Regions from separate parts of the Gossypium hirsutum genome. Here region 1 is linked to region 2. Evidence: chromatin contacts called from public Hi-C data. All regions are on one chromosome and are shown on one strand. Each heading gives the region's core, a stretch centred on a gene start, on an enhancer-like site or on the middle of the called end of the contact. The rest is flanking DNA. Distances are from core to core; before and after follow the strand shown. Region 1 has its middle 23 kb from the start of LOC107921050. Region 2 holds the start of LOC107921988 (squamosa promoter-binding-like protein 14).

Evidence for each region. A called contact is a pair of places that touch in the nucleus more often than the background predicts.
Region 1: a contact with region 2 is called in a Hi-C map of leaf, with 2.9 times the contacts expected there. The contact joins the enhancer-like site here to the promoter of LOC107921988 in region 2. A contact is called at or near these places in 14 of 34 Hi-C or Micro-C datasets (anther, callus, fibers and 2 more).

What each region holds. Positions count from the first base shown.
Region 1 is chrD01:15,343,359-15,348,974 of Gossypium_hirsutum_v2.1, reverse strand. No RefSeq gene overlaps it. Among protein-coding and RNA genes, the nearest start is that of LOC107921050, 23 kb to the left of the region's middle. Within about 2 kb of position 4,089, at least 3 of the 9 cell types and tissues checked have an H3K27ac peak or open chromatin away from gene starts, as enhancers often do. A contact at or near this core is called in hypocotyl and leaf, where this site is marked.
Region 2 is chrD01:15,307,302-15,312,712 of Gossypium_hirsutum_v2.1, reverse strand. LOC107921988 (squamosa promoter-binding-like protein 14) reads left to right here and starts at 3,853. Exons shown (of 12, transcript NM_001398861.1): 1 at 3,853-4,022; 2 at 4,118-4,184; 3 at 4,524-5,157; 4 at 5,259-5,411. The coding sequence starts at 4,565.

The sequences.
Region 1 (5,616 bases), core at 2,840-5,339, 36 kb before region 2:
TTGGGAAATATTTATTTTAATGTTTTTTGTGTATTTGATTTATTATATTTTTAAATTTGTTTTATATAAAAATTTAATCTAAAAATAATAATACAGGTGGGTCGAGTCGAGCTCGAGTTTAGCAATTTTAATCTGGATCAAGCTTGGGTAGAATTTTAGTCCTATGTTTTGGGTTGGGCCAGGCTCGGGCTTAAATTTTTTACATCAATCCAGTTTGGCCCATTATTAGGTTTACCCTACATGGTCACTCAAAGAGGAAAAAAGTTTAAATTTTCTTTATTTTGAAATCCAAATTTGAAATAAATCTAAAATTTCAAAAATAGTGGAATATTAATTTAACCATTTTTAACTAATTTTTAATTCGGATTAATTGAATTTTTATCAATTCTTTGTATTTCAAAAATATTTCAGTTTTATTAGGATAGTAGGACTATCGAATTTATCGATTGTTTCTTGAAGCTTGATCTCTCCCTCGGATAAATCATATAGCCAAGAGAAACCATGAACCAGAATAGAAAATATTGCCCCTCCCATGAGTAAATATTTCGTAGTAGCCTCATTAGACCGTACATCTTTCTTGGTATATCTAGATAATAGGTAGGAGCATAAACTGAAACATTCTGGAGCTACAAAGATAGTTATTAAATCGTTAGCACTGCAATAAAACATTCCTTCTACAGTAGCTGTTAATACGAATAACAGAAACTCTGCTATATCCATTTCTATACATTCAATGTACTCTACGGATAGAGGAATACATAGAGTTGAATATAGTAAAATAAGAAATTGAAAGATTTCCTTTGTTTGGAAATTTCCTGAAAAGCTAATCATAAGTTCTTCTCTCAATTGGAACAATAGGGCCGTTATGCTCATTACTAAACTTGTTGAAGAGATGAAATATAACCAAGGTATATCTTTTTGATCAGAGGTTGAATTGATCATCAGAAGAAGAATTAGGCCAAAAATTAGGATACATTCTGGGAAAATAAAACTTTCATCGAAGAGAAGCAAATGAAAGGCTTTTATAAAATTCTCGCAGAATCGAGAATAGAGTTTTCATTTTGTACATGCCAGATCATGAATTAGTAACTGCATCCAATCTCCAAAAAAATCTCAATTGTTTCGGACTTTCTAGTTTTGGAATGGGAATATTTACGGAATCCCCATGAATAGGATCAAACCTTATTTCATGGTAGTTACATGAGATTCCTATTTCTTATTCTTAAGCAAGTCTTCGAGAGGGCTTAGTTGATTCATGATTTATGTTTCAGCTTTCATTTCCTTTTTGTTTGTTTCGAGAAATATATCGATCAATTCCAATTCTTTCTTTTTCTATTAATTCTTTTTCGATCGAGATGTATCAATGGATCCAATCATGTTTTGACAACACTAAGAGAAAGTAAGGGAATTGAGTGTCTTTTACCTCCCTTAAATTTCATTTTTTTTATTTACCCGAATTTGAAAGAAAACTAGGGAAATAAAAGCAAAACAAAATTTCAAAACATAAAATACTTTTTTTTTATCTTTTTACTTCTTTTTATAAATGTTGTAATTTCAAAAGATTCATTATAATTAACTTATTACTTTCTTCTTCTTTTTTCTCCCTAAACAAAATTTGTTAAAATCATTTTACTTTCATTTACTTTACTAATTTTAATTATCCAAACAAGATAATATATAATTGTTTATTTTGTTTAGTTTTTTTATTTTATTTTTAGGGAGCGTTTGATCGTCGAATGTAACATGACGATCTATAATATTACATTTCAAAATGAGATTACGTGTTTGGACTGTCAACACTTTGACCATCCCGTAATCTCACATTACGGAATAGTGTCAAAATATCGTAACATAGGGTATAATCTCATTATGGCACACACCTTAGATTATCTTTGATTATGGATGTAATCTTAAATCTTGGACTAATTTTCTCTTTGTTTTTATTATTTTAATGAATTAAGATTTTTGTTTTCTTAAATAAAAATTAAGACTAATTAAAAACAAAAAAATAATAGTGAACCAGTAAAAGGATACATTACAATTATAATTATTATATTTTATTTATAGTTTATTATAATTTTATAGAAATTGAGATAAAAGATATTAAAATAACTAGTTAAAATAAATAAATTCTCTAAAAAGGACAATTGAGTAAAATATACTTTTAAGTAATCTTACATTCCATCAACCAAACATTCGAATCCTACCTTCTAGCCAAATGAATCAAACAAGTTAACCTCACATTTCATCTGTAATTCTAAGATCTAAGATCCAACGAACCAAACGCAACCTTAATCCAAACATAGTGTTAAATTTGAATATTAAATAGATAGGAATTAGGAAAGATATTTATATGGTAATCAAGTAAGATAGATTAGGCATGATGTATCTAACCTTATGTTTGATTTGAAAGAATTAGATGATTTTATTATTCTAGTAAAAGAAAGTAAATGGCGTTAAATATTCTTTTCACTACAAATACTCCATTTTTGTTTACTCTGATTTCGGGAAAAGAAAAATAAAATATTTCTTTTACTCAAATGTGTAACATCATTTTTATTTTATTAATCTTTTACATTAGTCTTGGAGTTGTGTTTAGTAATGCTTAAAAATATATAATTTTTTGACTTGAAAAACATTTTTGAAGGAAAAGTTGTGCTAAACAATCAATTTTTAACTGAAAAAAAATACTCAGAAGCATTTTTACTCAGAAGCTAAAATTTTTAGCTGTTATTGAGCCAAAAACACTTCTGAAAGCATTATTACTTTTTCATCCCTTCATTTTTATTGTCTCATTTTTCATTCACTTTAAATTGCAAATGCTAATGTAAAATTTTTAATATATAAATATTACCCCTTTTTGAAATTTTAATCCAAATACATGTAATATTTTAACTTGTTAGATTTATGTTTTCTATATTATATTAATATCTAATATGGGTTATATATTCAAATTATGTTTTAAAATAAAATCATTAATTAAAAATAAAAAAGATTCTTAAAATAATACAAATGTGTTAATATCTAATTACAAATATTTAACAGTTATATTTAAATATCTAAAATATAGTTTCTAATTAAATTTAATAAATAATTAATATTAATTGCTTAAAAGTATTTAAAATTTATATTTCATATATTAAAATATTAACAACAAGTTATATAAAATTATTTTTTATATTCTTGCTAAAAATCATAATATTAACTAATTTTAACATTATTTAAATGCATATTTATTATTTTATAATATCATGTCTAAAATGGACATTTTATTTCTGAAAAGTACTTTTTGATAGCAATACCAAACATTTAAATCTTAAACCAAACTTTTCAAAAGTAATTTTCAAAAAAATACTTTTCCACAACACTTTTTAAAAGTACTTTTCCAAAGTAACGTTAAACTAGCCCTTAGTCCTTTAATTTGGCACCCTTTTATTTTTCAATTTGGTCTCTTTGAACTTGGCAATTATTCCCAGTTTGGTCCATGAACTTGAATTCCGTTCAAGTATGATGATCTAGCACCTTGGGACTATTCTATGTTATCACTTGAAAATTTTTAAAAGAATTATATAAAATCTCAAAAATAACAAAAAGAGAAATTAAGTAGAGTTTTTAAAAACTTCAAGTGATGATGTGAGTACCTTAACGTAACGCAAGTTTAAAAATCAAAGTAGAAAAGTAATCAAATTTCAATACTAATATGGACCAAAAAAAATAGGGACTAAATATTATCTTATCTCTAAATAAAATACATATATATAATTTCTTTAGCTTTTTCATTCTTTTCATTTTTATCTATTAACCTAAATATAGTGGCAATGCTTTAAATAAATATTTTTGAATAATTTAGTGATTTTAATAAAATATTTTAAATAATTCAATGATTATTTTATAGCTTTATAATATTGAGTGACGAAAATACAAATTTACTAATAATTTAATGAGTTTACGGAAAAGTATCTAACTTCCTTTCCCTCCCCTTATAAGGCCACAAAAAGGAATGGACAAAGGTGATTAGATTGGGTAGTACTACTACTAGTATCTCAGTATGCAGCTGATTCTCAAAATAAAAGGTTAGATACATATTAGTTTGGATTAGGCCTTCAATCTTTATCGGACGGAGGATTGGGCCAGACCCGTTACCCTTTTAAGTCTTTACCCTTTACCACAACTATTCTTTCGTAGACTACCACCGACTTGTGGTCGAGATTTTACAACTCTAGTTTTTTCATATTGTGTTAAGTTACAACTCTAGATTTTACCATCATCGGAATGCTATGCTCATGAGTGGTGGTAATCATTTCTCTGTTAAAAATTTATTATATTTAGAATAAATTATTTTCGATTCTTATTAATTTAAGATTTTATAGAAAATAATTTCTATATTTTTTGTGTTTATTAAACACCAGAAAATATTTTATACAGATTCATCTAACACAAAAAAATATTAACTTTTCCAGGGAAAAAATTATTTTTCAAATATCATTTTCCGAAAATAATTTTTAATGAAACAAAAATACCCTTGATGTAAAATATAATCACCTCTTATTGTTTCAAGAATGTTTACTTATTTTATCAAGTTTGAAGAAAATCTTATAAAATCTCTCAAAATTTATTCGGTTAAATAAAAGATAATTATACATGTTTTATTATATATATGTTTTCTATTTTATTTATTATTTTTTAGTTTTAATTAAGTGTTTTAAATTTATATATTGACCTTAAAGGTGAATTTATTAAATTGTTTTATGTAAAATTAATTAATTACTATTGTTTAGAAAGTTATAATAGAAAAGATTTGGATTATAATAAAAAAACAATTCATCTTAAAATTAATACATATAATTAAAATTTTAATAGTTGGCATGTATTTCCATAGAAAATTATTAAAAAGGAAACAATAAGTAAAAGAGAAGACAAAAATTAAATATAATTATCATTTATAATAGGGATAATAGCAAAAAAAAAACCTTTGTACTTAACAAAATTTTCAATGTGGCATTTATACTTTTGAAATCTCCAATTTAGTATCCCAAGTTTAATTTCATTTTTCAATACCATTAAAATTTGTGCTGACATGGCACGTTGACCAATAAAAAAGTACCACATGGGAGATCATTGACTTTTGACCAAAAACAAAAATACTTCTCTTCTAAACAAAAACAAAAAAGTCCAAATATTTTTTTAAATTGCCAAAATTAAAATAAATACAAACTAATTTCCTTTTACTTAATAAAATAGAAAAGAAGAGAAAAGAAATATCACGTTTAGAAATCCTTCTCTTCTAAACTTAATTTTTTTCCAAACCTAGATCTCCAATAATTCTATCATACCTAAAACCACCATTGTTGATGGAAAATGTTGCACCGACCACTGTTATTGATGTTCAATCCTCGATGGATCCTGAAGTTAGATCTCTCAAGCCATCGCTCTTCAAATCTCAGACTAAAAGAAAGAAAAAATTTCCAAGATTTCAAATATCAAATCTTCCTCATATTAAAGATTGAAAACATTGGCTTCTCTAGCCAAAGCAGAGGCTAATCTCAAAGCCTTGAAACCTAAATACCCATTAGCCAACATAAAAAATCCATCTTTCAAAAATCTTGTAAAGCTTTA
Region 2 (5,411 bases), core at 2,604-5,103:
CAGATCTCCTTATTAGAACAAGAATGCCTAATAACACTTTAGGAAGTAGTTTGGTGAGAAAAGAAAAAGATCATAAACAACGCCGACTTCTCAAACGCATAAAGAAAAAAGCCTTTCCTCTAAAGAGGTAATGAAGAGATACCTTGATAATTTCTTTCATCTAAACATATCACTCCCCAAACCTTATTGTTAGATATATGCATATCATTTGTTACATCTTATCATCGCCAATTAGAAGGACACGAGGAAAACCACTTGAGTGGAAGTAAGAAGGGGGTCAAAGAAAAAAAGAAACTTGTCTTCTTAACTCTTCCATCCCTTATGAAGCTTTGCAACGTAGCTATTGGACGCAACATCTTATTTTTACAAGAGCTGCAAACATAAGTAAATAAGTTTTAAAATTTTGGTATGAGATCTAGGAAGTTTCAAACTATTAGTACACGTCCGGTACCTTCCTCTTCAAGCTTTAGACCAATGAAGAGGAAGACAAAGAGATTCCCTAAGGGGCAACCCATATGAAGTGTGAGTGTAACGCCTGGATTTCGAAATATCGATTTTAGGTCAAATTTATTAAACCTAGCTATTTTGGAAAGTCAAATCAAGAAGTTTTTTGGAGTGGGCACGATAGTGAATTAGAGGCTCATTAGTTAGTGACCAAGTATTAATTAGTGTTAAGTATGACTCCTATTTTAGTCAAATTTGAGAAATAATCTTCTAGTTAAACTCTGTTTATTTGTTTCAATCAAACACTGATTAGTTTAGATTTTTTTATTATTATTTGACATATGAATTTAGCCTATAAATAAGCTCTTTTACAACATTAGAAAATACACCCATTAGATATTAGAACTCATAACACATTTAGAGAATTTTGTGTTTATGTTTTGAGGGTTTTTTATTTTTGGATTTTCGGGGTTTAGTTTTTATCACTATTTTTTTGTACTCTTCGTTTCTTTTGCCATTATAGTAAAATTATCTTTTCCCGTGGTTTTTATCCTCTTTGGAGGAGTTTTTCCACTTTAAATTTGAGCGTTCAATTTCTCAATTTCTTCTGCTATTTTTACTTGTTCCTTACTTAATTGGGTCAATCTCTAACAAGTGGTATCAGAGCTAGTTTAATTTTCATAAATCAGCCCATTCAGATATGGCAGCAATAAGGTTTGAAATTGAGAAGTTCAATGGTGAGACAAATTTCAATTTATGGCAAGTTCAAATGATGGCAATTCTAGTTCAATCCAGTTTAAAAAAGGCTATTACCGGGAAAAAGCCTGAGAATCTAAATAAAACAGAATGGGAAGAGCTTAATTAAAAGGCTTTGTCTGCAATCCAGTTGTGCCTCATGAATACGGTATTGCAGGAGGTATTGATGGAGAAGACCTCATTTGCCTTGTGGAAAAGGTTAGAAACTCTTTATGCAACTAAGTCTCTGGCTAACCGTTTAGTGTTGAAACAATGTCTATTTATGTTTCGTATGAACGAATGTGAGCTTCTTAGAGATCACATCAGTCAATTCATTATTCTTTTAAATGATTTAAAGAACGTTGGGGTTATATTGATGATGAAGATCAAGCTATGTTATTATTGTACTCTTTACCCCTTTTGATACAAGTCTTTCAGGGAGACCCTGATTTATGGCAGAGACAAACTCGACAATGAGCTTCATTTGGATAGCAAGGCAGATAGGTAAACTTCCGTTTTGATATTATCAAAGAAATGAGACAAAAGGTGTCACTATTGCAAAAAGTTAGGTCATGTCAAAGCAGATTGTTATAAACTGCGAAATAAAAGAGCTACTGAGAGTAACGAGGAAGATGTAGCTGGTGCTAATTTGGCCGATAAAAGTGGTGATGATTTATTGTTAGTGTCAACGAGCGATAACTCCAAGCTTATGTCCGAGTGGATCCTAGATTCGGGATGTTCTTTCCACATGTGTCCCAATAGAGAATGGTTCTCCACATACAGTTCGGTTGAAGGTGGAGTTGTGCGCATGAGAAACGATTCATCTAGTAAGGTAATTGGTATTGGTACTTTTAAAATTAGGATACACGATGGGACGATTAAGACACTCTTAGATGTCAGGTATGTACCTGATTTACGAAAGAATCTCATCTCCTTGAGTATTTTAGACTTGAAAGGATGCAAAATCAACATCGAGTCGAGCGGTATTAAAGTATCTCGTGGAGCTCTCATTTTGTTAAAAGGTAAAAGAATTGACAGCCTTTATATTCTGGAAGGTTCTACACTGACTGGTGAAATCGGACGTCCCTCATCCGTTTTAGAGTCAAAGTCAACTCGTTTGGAGCCGAGGCAACTTGGTCATAGGAAGGAAAAATGTATGACCGTTTCGTTGAAGAGAGGTTCTCTTTGGGATGCAGGTTTTGAAAAGTTAGGGCATTGTGTTCGTGAAAATCAGACCCGGGTTAGTTTTGATTTGGCAGTGTACAAGTCGAAGGCTAGAAGTCTTCCAATTTCTAAGCACAAATTCGACTCAGTTAATTTCCTGCATAGTTCAAGATAGGCTCGTGGCGAGCTTTGGCAAAGATGGCGTTGAAGAAATATGAGTCAAGGTGGAGATTTGTTAAGTATGACTCCTATTTCATTCAAATTTGAGAAATAATCTTCTAGTTAAACTCTGTTTATTTGTTTCAATCAAACACTGATTAGTTTAGATTATTTTATTATTATTTGACATATGAATTTAGCCTATAAATAGGCTCTTTTACAACCTTAGAAAATACACTCATTTGTTATTAGAACTCATAACACATTTAGAGAATTTTGTGTTTACGTTTTGAGGGTTCTTTGTTTTCGGGTTTTCAGGGTTTAGTTTTTATCTCCATCTTTTTTTTGTACTCTTTGTTTCTTTTGCCATTATAGTAAAATTATCTTTGCCCGTGGTTTTTTATCCTCTTTAGAGGAGTTTTTTCACGTTAAATTTGTGTGTTCAATTTCTCAATTTCTTCTACTATTTTTACTTGTTCCTGGCTTAATCGAGTCGATCTCTAGCAATTAGAAATATTAGTTGGTTGATAATGAGAATTTAAAGATTAAGGCCTATGAACTAAATTTTAAGGTTAGAAAAATTAGAGGGGTCAATGTGAGAAAAATTGAATACATAATTTAATATAAGAGAGATCTTTAATTTATAATAAATCCAAACCCCTTATAGCAAAATTCCAATTTTAAAAATTCGAGTATCATCTTATATAAATATCTAAAAAATCATTACATATCCAAATACATTCCAACTCGCAATCAATAGTAATTAAACTAGTTCTGAAGGGGTTATTAAACACAAAATTCAAGAACTAAGTTAACCATTATTATACATACAAGTACAACTCAACAACAACAAAGAACGTACTACTTACACTAATGAGTAATGACTAAACTAGACAAGTTAAGAACAAGGAAAGGAAGAGTCTTGGATTCTTCGTTGCTCCGTGGGCGGCCATAAATTATGAATATAACCTCAATCCAGCTTCAATTTACGATTTACGGCAGCACCCAACCCCTAATATTAAACAAACATGATAAAATAAATAAAATAATTCAAGCTAAGGCAAAGGTAAAGGCAGTCACAGCGAAAAAGTAAAAAAATTAGAAATGGAATACCAGCCTACTAACTAGTCTGCTACCACGTTTTACTTTTTGCTTCTTCTTCTTCTTCTTCTTCTTCTTCTTTTGAGAGAGACAACAAAAAAGTAAACCAAAGTTGTGGAGCCAAACCCAAGTTCCCAGTTGTTTCATCTTCATCTTCTCGGATCTGACTGCGTTTCCTTGCTGTTCTACCTTTGATTCCTATATTTTTTTCCCGTTTTCCTTTTTTTTTTAAATTACAAAGAGAGAGACGCAAGTCCAAGTCTGATGGTTGGTATCTGGGAGAAAGGAGAATTCAGATCTGTGATTAACATGAAGTAAAAGGCTGAAAAGGTTGAAGGCGGTGGTTGCTTTCACTTCTTTTTAATTTTTTTTATTTGCTTTTACGAGATGATGAAGCGTTAAGCTGGGATTTGGTTAAGGTATCTTATTTATTTACGCGCCTATATTTGCTATTTGCTTGTGTTGTATCATTCATCTGGCTCTTTTTAATTTAATTTTTTTTACATGTCTCCAGTAGTTCCCAATCTTTGTCTGATCTGATAATCAGCCGTGAAATCCTCAAGCTGAGGTTTTCGTGAAAGGTATGTTTCAAATCTTCTTTATTTACTTGTGCGCATATATTTGCTATTTATTTGGATAACTGTTATCATTCATCTTGCTCTTTTTTAGATTTTAATTTGATTTCTACATGTGTCAGTCGTTGGATATGATTTTATCCAAGTCCCAATCTGTCTGATCTGATAATCTGCCCTGAAAATTATGATCCGGAGTGTTTATCCTCAAGCCTTATCATCCCCTATAAGATTTGACTATTCATCTTTCTTATTTTGACTTTTTGGATGAGATGAACTACTTTCTCTTATGTTACTAGTTATAGATTCTCAAAATAACTTGTTAAAATAGCCATTTCTTTTGTCCAGAGATCATTTGGTGTCTGGAAAACCAAGTTATTTTCAGACCCATGGAGGATGCAGGCGCGCAAGTAGCTCCTCCCCTTTATATTCACCAGGCCCTTGCCAGCCGCTTCTGTGATCCGCCTTCTTTACCCAGGAAACGTGACCTTTCTTATCAGGCCTCAGACTTTCTGTACCAAAACCCTTCACAGCAGCGTGTTGCCAACCCCAGGGACAACTGGAACCCAAAGCAATGGGAGTGGGATGCTGTGAGATTCATTGCTAAACCCTTAAACACCGAGATTCTTCAGGCAGGGACTGCTACAGCAGAACAGAGAAAGAAAGGTCATGTTAATGGGAATGAAAACTCTATAACATCCAAAAACGCCACTGCAGCAAATGGTGATGATGAGAGACTGCAACTGAATCTAGGTGGGGGATTGAATTCTGTGGAAGAGCCTGTTTCTAGGCCTAACAAAAAGGTCCGTGGTGGATCGCCTGGGAGTACCAGCTACCCCATGTGTCAGGTTGATAATTGTAAGGAAGATCTTTCTAATGCAAAGGACTATCACCGTCGGCATAAAGTGTGTGAGATTCATAGTAAAGCGACTAAAGCTCTTGTTGAGAAGCAGATGCAGAGGTTCTGCCAGCAGTGTAGCAGGTTGCTACTTTTATGTTCTCGTTCTTAAAATTTTCACCCTTGGCATCTAGTTTTTTAGCTATTGGTTGAACCCACATCACCTTTATAATGCTTATGTGCAGGTTTCACCCGCTTTCTGAGTTTGATGAGGGGAAGAGAAGTTGTAGGCGTAGGCTTGCTGGGCATAATCGCCGTAGAAGGAAGACACAACCTGAAGATGTGACCTCACGGCTTTTACTCCCTGTAAACAGGGATAATGCCGGGAATGGAAGTTT